Regions from separate parts of the Canis lupus genome. Here region 1 is linked to region 2. A link is a contact called in public Hi-C data. All regions are on one chromosome and are shown on one strand. The core of a region is the stretch at or near the end of the contact, and the rest is flanking DNA. Distances in the headings are between cores, read along the strand shown.

Region 1 (2,700 bases), core at 60-2,559, 180 kb after region 2:
AAAATAAAAAAAAATAAAACAGGTTCCTGAGCTCCACCCCAGACCGACCAAAAGCACCTGCAGCGGAGCAGGGGAGCCGCCTGGGAATCTTTCAAAATAATCACTCCAGGTGATTTCTCTGGTCAGCAAGTCTGGGGAAACACAGAAGGGACCTGTGTCGCTCCGTTCTAACGGCGGCTCCTGTAAGCCCTTAAACATCACTTGTACTTTTCAGTAGGGCCACTGCTGACGACCAAAGTTCAGAAGCACTTTCTGTCTTAGTAACTCTGTTCTTTTGAGCTGAAGTCCCCGGGAGGGATCAGCTGTGAGGAGGGTGTTTTGCTGCTGCTGCTGCTGCTGCTGCGGAAGGAGCCCCGGGCCGGCCTGCGCCTCACTCCTCCACGGCCTGATCCCTCCCGGCCGTTGAACTTCCTCCTGCAACTGTGCCCCGGTCCTGGGCTCTGCCTCAGGTCTAGCTTGTTTGTCCCGCAGCTCCAAATGTCTTGAGCAGAACATTGGGTGCTTTCCTAGTTCACGACGCTTTGCTGGAATAGTCGATTTCCAGGGATTTTACAGGCTGGCCAAAACAGTTTGTTCCGAACAACCACGCCGGGGCCGCCCGGGCCAGCCGCCTGGCAGCCAGTCGGCCGAGCGCTTCCTGACTCGGCACCACCACCCGTGACCTTGGGCGGGCCACGAGCGCCGCCTGCCCCGCGGCTGCCCGGCGGCGACCGGGCCTCCGGCGCGCGGGGCGGGGGGGACCCTCGAGCGCCCGAAGGGGCTTCAGGGCAACGGGGCCGGGGAGGCCTCGAAAGCTGGCGAGAGGAGAGGAGCTCTTTTCCTTTTCTCCAGGCAAACCTCTCCCACTCACTCCGGGGCGGGGGCGGGGGCGGGGGCGGGGAGGGGGAGGGGGCGGGCGGCGGTTAGGGGAGTGAGGAGGAAAAGGAAATGTCGGCCAAGGGCTCGAGACAAAGCGTGAGAACTCAGATGGCGAGAAGCGGGCTTGAGCGAGAAAATCGGAAGGAGGAAGGCTGAGGGCGGACAATCGGGTTAAAAATAGAAACGCGTTCTCCACAGGACTCGCTCCTCGCAGCTCCACCCCGGGGGCCGGCGGCCCCGCAGTGACTCGGCTCCGCGCGACGGGCGGCGGGGGCCGGGCTGGACTGGGCCCGGGGCCCGGGGGGCGGGGCGTCGGGCCCGCGACGTCACCGCGCTCCCCGTCGCCGCCGTCGGGGGTTTCGCTGACGCACAGGCCCCGCCCCCCTCCCTCTTCCCCTCACTGCCCGAGAGCCCGGCGGGGAGAGCGCGTCAGTCGGCCGGAGCGCGGGACCCGGGTGCACCTGGACTTGAGGCTCGCCCGCTCCCGGGAGCCACGCAACTTCCGCGGCCGTAGCCGAGGCGACGGAGAGCACCACCAGCGGGCCCTCGCGGCGCCCAGGCCTGCCCCCGCGCGTCCCGCTCTCCCTCGGAGTCGGCCCAACCCGCCGCCGGCGGAGGCGTGAGGCGACGACGGGCGAGTGCCGGCGAGCAGCGATAGCCGCCGCGGCCTCCGGTCCCCCCTCCGCCGCCTCCGCTGCCCCCCCTCGCTTCCCTCCTCCCACTTCCCGAGCTCCGGCGTGTCCCGGCCACGCTCGGTGCTACTGCAGGAACAAAGGAGGACCCCGCGGCGGCAGCGGCAGCGGCAGCGGCAGCGGCAGCGCCACCTCCGCCTCCGCCCCGCTCCCGGCCCGCGGCGGCCGCTCCGGGGCGCCCGGCTCGTCCCTCCCGGAGGCCTGGGCCCGGCCCCACCGCGCCGGCGTCGCGCGAGCCCGGCTCCTGCGCTCCTGCCCCCGCAGGGTGAGTGGTGCGGGGCGGGGGGAGGGCGCCCGGCGGCTCGTGCCGGGCCGGGGGGTGGGAGTGGGGGGCACCGGGCGGCCGCGGGCCCCTGGCGGAGCCTCCGGGGGCGGGGGGCCAGCCGGCCGGCTCAGGGAGCACAAAGACGGAGGCGTCATCCTGCCGTCGTGGCCCGAGGTCCGGCGCCCCCGGCCCGCCCGCACCGGCTCCCGCTCCGGCCGGAGAACAATGCCCGGCGTGTGGGCTCCGGGCCTCCTCCGCGGCCGCCCCGGCCGCCTTCGGCGCGGCGCCCGGCGTGGGCAGCCGGACCCGGAGAGACAAAGGGACCGCGGCGGCGGCCGCGCCCCCGGCCCCCTGCTCGCCGCACCCCCTCCCCCCCGCCCCCCAGGTCGCCGCCGCCGCCTCCGAGGAGCCGGTCCGAGCCGGTCGGAGCCGGGGGTCGGCGCGGGCCCGACCCGGCCTGCGGAGCTGCTGTTCTGCATGACTCAGTGGTTTTTGGAGGAGGCCCTGCTGCTGGGCTCTCCCGAGCCAGGCCTCGGCTTAGAGAGGGGCATGGGGGGACCGATGGGGTCCGGGGCTTGTTCGGAAATCCGCTGGAACGTGGCTGGGGGGATCTTCTGTCGTCGTGGTTTTAGTTTTGCCAGCGTCGCTGCGTTTTTCGCCCGAGATCCCTTCCATGAAGGAAATGGAGCACCTTCCCCTTTGTTTCGTGCATTTAGGCTGGTGAACGTGAAATTCTTGCTCGCTTTCCACGCACTCCGTGGAGCTGTGTTTTGAGGAAAGGCCCATGTTATTTTTATTGAATGCCTTCTCAGAATCTGGTCTAAGGACATTAGGATAAAGAAGTGTGTATATAGGTCACACAGCCCCTGGTTTTAAACCTGGCTT
Region 2 (2,700 bases), core at 82-2,581:
AAATAAACTAGCTTCCATCTTTAGCAGGCAAAATTAAATTAAAAAACACTTGCATGAGTAATTACATGCAACACACATTCTGCTCCCCTGGCCTTAAAAATGCCTCCACTTCAGAGCTTCCTGAGAATTCTAGCATCTACTCTAGCTGGTCTTCTATGTGCAAAAAAAGCAATGACAATCACCAGGAAAATGATCTCCATGCTTTAGAGACTAGAAGCACTATTAATCAGTTTCTGGGGTGATGGGACTTAAAAACCAGGCAATTACAAGCATTCGCCTTGAGTCATCAGCATCTCGACACCCTTGAAAGAAGAAATGGGGGAAAAACTGATGTGTTTTTAGGCAAAGGGATAGAAGGAGGTCTGAAGGAGGGCCTAAAGGGAGAGCAACCTTAAGAGAAAGCCCACACAGCATGGGTGGCACAGTTGGTTGAACATCCAACTCTTGCCTTGGGCTCAGATCACTATCTCAGGGTCCTGGGATCCAGCCCTGCATCAGGCTCTGTGCTCAGTGGGGAGTCTGCTTCTCCTCCCTCCTGCTGGTGGTCTCTCTCTCTCTTTCAAATAAATAAATACATCTTTAAAAAAGAAGATGACACTGGTACTGTAGATACTGAAGTAGGAAAAAAATAAACAGGGTTTTTGACAGCATTGAACCACTGGATCAACCCTTACCTGAAGGCCATTCTAATGCTGGACTTTTCCATTTATAAGAAATAAATTCCCTTATGATTCAAGCCAATTTAAATTAAAGCCACTTTAACTGATTCAGTAATTATGTTCTGTACTATGTGACCCCCAACAATGGCCGAATATGAGTGGAAGAGAGAGAGCACCAGACTCTTGAGCAAACAATATGCGGTCTGGGCAGGAGTCTATGAGGCAGCCAGATACAAAGGCTCTAATAGGGACATCATATCTAGGGAAGTGACTGACCAGAATCAATCCATTTGGTTTCATGTCCTTCGGTAAGTCTACTAGTAGCCCCAAGAATATTTGAATTTGGGGAGCCCGGGTGGCTCAGTCGGTTAGGAACCCGGCTCTCAATCTCAATTCAGGTCTTGATCTACAGGGTCATGGGATCAAGCCAGGAATCAAGCCTGGAGTCAAGCTTGGCACTCAGCAGGGAGTCTGCTTGAGGTTCTCTCTCTCCCTCTCCCTCTGCCCCTCCTCCCTCCTCTTCCTCATTATAAGAGAACTTAGAAGCAAAGAAAAATAATGATTACACTCTCAGACCCCCACACATCACATTGCACAGCCCTAGTCATTCCCATAACCAGTCAGCGACACCTTGCCCCTTGCAGGAGGGAGAGAAAATAACCGGTACTCCCACCGGACACGGCAAGGGCTTATGAGACACATGGCTAGAGACGAGCAACATCCCCACTGACTGGCCAGTTCCAAAATGCAAATCAGCCTGAGAAGCTCAGCTATATGCCTGTTCCTGTTTTTCTGATTCTGGCTTTGGGTGGAGATCTCTAACTTCCTTATTTCCCCCTGAGTCCTTTTAAGAAGCCCTTCTCAATTGCCACGCTTCTCTGCTTTGAAAACTCAACACTATTTTCAATACATATCCAATTTTCTCCAACGAGGTCTCTCAAAGAGAGTCTATGTTCCCTCTAATAAAATGTACTCTTATTTTTTTTATGTGTAAGAAAAGAGTCTTTTCTGAACCCAGGGCAACATTGTTTCAGCAACCTTGACAAGCCCAGGCTGAGACCACAGGTTTTGCGGCCCTGGCTTCCACCAGATGGCGCAGTCGCTGGTTCGCACACCCAGAGGCCTGCAAAACTTTGCCTCAGCACTGAGTAAACACCAACAACAGCTTCACAAAACTCACCACTTCCCCCCCTTCCCGAGAGAGAAATCGTCACTGTGACTGGCATGCTGGACACTTACCAAGTGTTTCAGAGGGTTTTCCTTAGAGGTAAGATATTGAGCCAAGCCCCCAGGTAGCAATGGTGACCTCTGAGAGCGTAGTGGGAGAGATGACACTTCAGCAAATATCACACACCTAAACACACGGCCACAAACTCTGATTTGTGCTACAGAAAGAAGCAAAGGTACCTGGTTGTTAATGCCACACAGGACCCACCAGGGGACGAGGCAGGGGTGGAATCCAAAGAGGAAAAGGAGCTAAATTATGGAAGAGGGAACAGGAAGCATTTCCCCAAACAGAAGGAACAGCAGATAAGAAGACACGGAGGCTGAAAGGATTGTGGCACGTTGGAAAGGCCAAGAAAAAGAGAAGCCAGAGCTTTCAAACTGAGGATAAATGCAAAAGAAAGGAAGAGAACTGAATTGATCTCATTGGAAGTCCTCAGTTTCATTAAGCATTTATAGAGTGACCCCTAAGTTTATATCTCTGATCACCTCCCTTGGAGTTCCATATATGTATGTCCCTGCTTGCTATATGCACTGAGTTGGGTTTTTTCTTTTTTCAAGATTTTATTTATTTATTCATGAGAGACACAGAGAGGCAGAGACACAGGCAGAGGGAGAAGCAGGCGCTCTGCAGGGACCCCGATGTGGGACTCTATCCCAGGACCCCAGGATCATGACCTGAGCCGAAGGCAGATGCTTAAGCACTGAACCACCCCGGTGCCTCCACTGAGTTGTTTCAAAGGCACACTCAAACACACGTGCATCACCAAATCCCTTGATCTTCCTTGGTCTGATCCCCTGTTCTCTGAATACCAGT

What was found. Hi-C and Micro-C count contacts between places; a contact is called where the count stands out from the background.
Region 1: a contact with region 2 is called in a Hi-C map of blood, with 5 times the contacts expected there. The contact joins the promoter of ZFAND5 here to the enhancer-like site in region 2. A contact is called at or near these places in 4 of 9 Hi-C or Micro-C datasets (amygdala, blood and skin fibroblasts).

Annotation. Positions count from the first base shown.
Region 1 is chr1:86,092,213-86,094,912 of UU_Cfam_GSD_1.0, forward strand. ZFAND5 (AN1-type zinc finger protein 5) reads left to right here and starts at 1,310. Exons shown (of 6, transcript XM_038527078.1): 1 at 1,310-1,815. It overlaps LOC106559434 (a long non-coding RNA gene), which reads right to left and starts at 693. Exons shown (of 6, transcript XR_005354173.1): 1 at 1-693.
Region 2 is chr1:85,912,315-85,915,014 of UU_Cfam_GSD_1.0, forward strand. No RefSeq gene overlaps it. Among named protein-coding and RNA genes, the nearest start is that of TMC1, 96 kb to the left of the region's middle. Within about 2 kb of position 1,332, at least 10 of the 20 cell types and tissues checked have an H3K27ac peak or open chromatin away from gene starts, as enhancers often do. A contact at or near this core is called in blood, where this site is marked.